2 separate regions of the Xenopus laevis genome follow, and region 1 is linked to region 2. Evidence: chromatin contacts called from public Hi-C data. All regions are on one chromosome and are shown on one strand. The core of a region is the stretch at or near the end of the contact, and the rest is flanking DNA. Distances in the headings are between cores, read along the strand shown.

Evidence for each region. A called contact is a pair of places that touch in the nucleus more often than the background predicts.
Region 1: a Hi-C map of the XL177 cell line shows a contact between it and region 2, with 4 times the contacts expected there. The contact joins two enhancer-like sites. A contact is called at or near these places in 2 of 4 Hi-C or Micro-C datasets (the XL177 cell line and the XTC cell line).

What each region holds. Positions count from the first base shown.
Region 1 is chr3S:106,608,757-106,611,456 of Xenopus_laevis_v10.1, reverse strand. No RefSeq gene overlaps it. Among protein-coding and RNA genes, the nearest start is that of LOC108713254, 61 kb to the right of the region's middle. Within about 2 kb of position 1,381, at least 1 of the 7 cell types and tissues checked has an H3K27ac peak or open chromatin away from gene starts, as enhancers often do.
Region 2 is chr3S:106,522,263-106,524,962 of Xenopus_laevis_v10.1, reverse strand. It overlaps the pseudogene LOC121402043. Among protein-coding and RNA genes, the nearest start is that of grpel2.S, 20 kb to the right of the region's middle. Within about 2 kb of position 1,437, at least 1 of the 7 cell types and tissues checked has an H3K27ac peak or open chromatin away from gene starts, as enhancers often do.

The DNA of each region.
Region 1 (2,700 bases), core at 132-2,631, 87 kb before region 2:
TGGAGATACAATAATTTTTTTAATTTCCCATGCGCCAATCCCCATTGATCCAGTACCCCTGGAGGGGACAGGGGCGACGAACGGTAGAGGGCCTAGGGGCGGCCCCTATGTAAATCCGGCCCTGCTAGGGGGTCTGGAAATAGCCGTCAGTTGTGGGCTGCTACTAAAACCCAATCCTCTCCTCAACCAATAGGATTTTCCACCTGCCTGATCAATATCTGACCGAGACCCAATAGCATATTGAATGGCAAGACATTAATTGGTCAGATTAATTTGTCACTGAAATTTGTGTATTATAATAAATAAAGTATCCCCAGTTGCAAAATATGAGGATATTAGAAGTTACCTTGGAGTTCCATGACCTGTATAAAAACACTCAGCCTTCGGCCTCGTGTTTTTATATGGTCATGAAACTCCTCGGTAACTTATAATATCCTTATATTTTACAAAAGGGGGTACTTTATTCACTATATAATTTATTTGACATTCAGGGCTCTTATGTATTGTATGCTTATTCCTTTATACCAGAATTGTCTCTTGTCTCCTCTTGATCTTTCCCAAGTGGAAGACAATGGTGATTATCTAGGCCTGCCAATACTTCATGCAAATGGACTAGCAATATGGAGATTTTTTTTATGTTCCCCATTGGGTGCTCTGTGAAGCAGGAGCTGACACAACATTCTGGGGCCGATTCATCAAGCTCGAGTGAAGGATTCGAAGTAAAAAAACTTCGAATTTCGAAGTGTTTTTTGGGCTACTTCGACCATCGAATGGACTACTTCGACCTTCGACTACGACTACGACTTCGAATCGAACGATTCGAACTAAAAATCGTTCGACTATTCGACCATTCGATAGTCAAAGTACTGTCTCTTTAAAAAAAACTTCGACCCCCTAGTTCGGCAGATAAAAGCTACCGAACTCAATGTTAGCCTATGGGGAAGGTCCCCATAGGCTTGCCTAAGTTTTTTTGATCGAAGGATATTCCTTCGATCGTTGGATTAAAATCCTTCGAATCGTTCGATTCGAAGGATTTAATCGTTCGATCGAAGGAATAATCCTTCGATCGTTCGATCGTAGCATTTGCGCTAAATCCTTCGACTTCGATATTTGAAGTCGAAGGATTTCAATTCCTAGTCGAATATCGAGGGTTAATTAACCCTCGATATTCGACCCTTGATGAATCGGCCCCTCTGTGTCTGTATGTTTAGGGGCCATGATGCAACCACCGAGAGACACTGAAAGCTGAGCTTTGAGCTGCTACAAGTCAAACAGTTCTAAACAAATATAATGCAGCTACTATCCCAAAAACAGACAGCAGGGGGTGCCTTTAGCAGGAGAATCCATTCTCATCTAAGAAACTTCACATTGCATTTGCCTAGTGGTGGGATTTGGGAAAGTTTTCCATTTTCCTTTTCCTACAAACAGTACAGGTTTCACTGGATAGTGCATACATGCTTTCTCTTTACTCTTGCTTGTTGACTTGGCAACCTTAAATTATAAATTCTAGAACATATAGAAGCACTATATATATATATTGTTTTTCTTCTCATATGAGACTTCTCCTCTGAGATACGCTGCCTAATTATATATTTTTGTGGGTACCCAGGCACACTGCATATACTGGTAATAATGCAGAGTGTGGTGACCCTGTAGTGTTTACACATTTCTGTTTAAGGGTTCTCACACACGGCTGTTTTTCTCGACACTCCCCTGCGTTGTGATTTCTTCCGTTCAGCCACAGGGGAGCGCAGGATTAGACGCACTCAATTATTGTCAAGGGGGCTGTACTCACACAGACGTATGTAATGCAGGTGGGACGCAACATGTTGCATTTCACCTGTGTTCGGCACATACATGTGTATGTCTGACTACAGTCCCCTTCACAATAATTGAGTGCGTCTACTCTTGTGCTCCCCTGTGGCTGAACGGAAGAAATCGCATCGCAGGGGAGCACAGAAAAAAATGTCCATGTGTGAGAGCCCTTACATAGGGTGGTCCCCCATATTGCTTTTGAAATTTATTGCCCAATTGCATGTGATTATGTCTGGTCTTGGTATTAGCTGGACTTCAAAAAAGACATTGAGGCTGCTGCTCCATTCACAGGATCATTAAGCAGATTTTTCTTTATGGCTACAAAATCCCCTTTCTTTATCAAATCTTTTATCCAATTTTAGTAGCCCTTGCCACATATAAAGAACTGATATATAAACTCTATGGCCAAATGTGTGTGGACGCCTGCCTGTCCAATCTCTTTCAAAGCCAGGGGTATTAATATGACATTGGTCCTACCTTTGCTGCTATAATAACCTTTACCTCTCTAGAAAGAATATACACCAGACTGTGGGTGCAGAACTGCTAACCTGGATCAGAACTGATGAGATTGTATCTTGGCCCACAGGCCATGCCCCTGGTTGTGCTTCCCACTTGGCTGCTGCAGAGGATTTTAGGTGAAGTTTCCATGTATTACAATGGAGCAGTAAGTAAGAATTCAAGTACAAATTATTGACAGCAGGTGGCCAGGTGAGAGGGGGCTAAATTGAGGTGACTCCTAAAATTGCATGTGTGAGTTGACATGTTTGATTGGTTGAATTTGATTTCATATATATGTGTGGATGTTGATATAGTTGTGTAGCTTGTAGTTTTCCAATTCATCCAACATATTTTAATTGTCAGGGTCAGGGTTCTGCTCAGGTTCTT
Region 2 (2,700 bases), core at 188-2,687:
ATGTAGTCATTCTCTGTAATAATTACTAATCAGACTTTTATTGTGAGATTTATAATCTATGCGTACTGTATATTGTGAGTGGGTCCCTAAGCTCAGTAAGTGACAGCAGAACAGAGCATGTGTGGGCTGTGGTTGCCTTGGGCTGGTAGAGAAGCACAAAATATAATGTACAACATTTCTAGCCTACTTCTTTAGTTAAGCTTTAGATCTCCTTTATACAACGAAAGGAAGGCACATACTTTCAAAAATACTTTTTATTTGGATTCATCACCATTTCAGGAACGGTGAAAACACAGTTACCTAATAAGATGCAATTACAGGTACAATACTATAAGTACTACAAGGTAATCTCCCTGCTGCAGAAATCCATATTTTTAAAAAGTATATGCATACAATATAAATTAATGAAATCAAACATATATACATAAATACATTTAAGAAGACAATGGAAGACGTGAGATACCTAAAAAATATCTGCTAAATCTGTGCTGCAAAACATTTCTGTACAGTTGTCCGTCACACACAATGATATAGGAGCGTCCGTTAAAATATTGGTATAAAATGTACAACAGAATAAAATGTACAACAGAATAACAGTGCAGTGGCGCATCTTGGTTGTAAGAGGCAGAGAGCTAGTGTAAACATGCAGATAAGATTATTGTCTCTGCAATTATTTGCTCTGAAAACAAGTAAACTTTGCAGCACTTAACACTTTCTGGTGATTAAGCCATACTATTCAGCACAGTAACTCACTTTGTTGTACTTGTTCTTTCAGCACAGAACTATAAACAGATAAACAAAATTAAATTATATCCCATTGTCTCCTTCTCCCAAATGTGCACACATAACTTTTATTTGATGTTCCCCCTACTGTCTACTGAACTAAATAAGTTCCAAAAGTTTTATAGGAATGACAATATAATGTACTGTTGCCCTGCACTAGTACAACTGGTGTTTGCTTCTGAAACACAACTATAGTTTATATAAACAAGCTACTGTGTAGCCATGGGGGCAGCCATTCAAGCATAGGATACACAGTAGATAACAGATCATAATCACTGCAGAATCCCATTGTAAACAGAGCTTATCTGCTGTGTTTCCTGTACTTTTTCTCCTTTTTAGGGTCAGGGCACACAGGCAGATTGAGGGAGATTAATCGCCCGGCAACTCTTCTTCTGGGCAACTAATCACCCCGAACTGCCTCCACGCCAGTGGCAGAACTACCAGGGGTGGAAATGGTGCAGCTGCACCAGGGTCCATGCCCCTGCACCCCCTGATGGGGCCCACAGCCCAGGAGAGGAGTCTGTCAAACACTCTGTCCCAGTACTGGATGATGAATGACTGCTGTCTCCAACTTCCTTGGTCACCCAACACAACCTAGCAACGACAAGCTCACTTCCTTAGTAACGCGAACATCAACAAAGTTTCTTCTTCCTTAGCAAACGCTGCTTTCCGAACGGCTGCGATTCAACCGAGCAAACTTTACGTTCTGGCACGAACTCCCACTAACAAAATCACACTGGCTGTTGTATTATAGAGCAGGGGACACTCGGCGCGATTAGTTCTCCAAAGTCGCACAGTTTCCTCGTGAGGCAACTTTGGCCTACTTTGGAAAACGAATTGCACAGAGTGCCATCCCGCCAGTGATTTACATTTTAGCCGGCGGGAAGGCAGTGGAGACAGATCGGGGAGATTGGTCACCCGAAGAAGAGGAGATTTGTCTCAGGCGACTAATCTCCCTGAATCTGCACTTTGAATGGCTGCCCCGTGGCTACACAGCAGCTTGTTTATATAAACTATAGTAGAGTTTCTGAAGCAAACATGTCAGTTTTACCAGTGCAGCAAAACAGTACAATATGGTTTCATTATTTAAAAAATTCTAATTTTTGGTGTTGCTGTCTATCTAGTCCAGTACCCTATCTAGTACAGCAGGTTTTCCATTGGCTGTTGCCATGCTGGGTGGCTTTTAAACAATGGATAAATGCCAAAAAGGAGAAGCTGGAAAGGCCTCCCTAAACAAGCAGCGACCATAAAAAGCCTCATAATCATTAGCTACTCAGAGATCCGTGAAACATAAGGGGCCTTCCAAATCTGCCCAATGTGATACAAACTTTATGAAGCAGTTAATTTTTGTGCTAGAACATAGACGGAATGGATATGTACAAAATATCCCTATATCATACTATAAAATACAGTACCTTACATTTACAAAAATGGTGGGGGAACACCTCTTTATAGACTACCGTATATACCCAAGTATAAGCCGAGTTTTTCAGCATCCAAAATGTGCTGAAAAAGTCTACCTCGGCTTGCTGACCCGAGTAGCTGAGATTGCAGTCTCTTTTAATCATTCCTATACCAACAGTACACTTGGGGAGAGACTGCAATATCCCACAATGCCCTCTGTTGGTTATATGAAAGAATAACAGTGCGCCCTCTGTTGGTTATATTAAAGAATAACAGTGACTGCAATATCACACAGCGCCCTCTGTTGGTTATATGAAAGAATAACAGTGACTGCAATATCACACAGCGCCATCTGTTGGTTGTATGAAAGAATAACAGTGCGCCCTCTGTTGGTTATATGAAAGATTAACAGTGACTGCAATATCACACAGCGCCATCTGTTGGTTGTATGAAAGAATAACAGTGCACCCTCTGTTGGTTATATTAAAGAATAACAGTGACTGCAATATCACA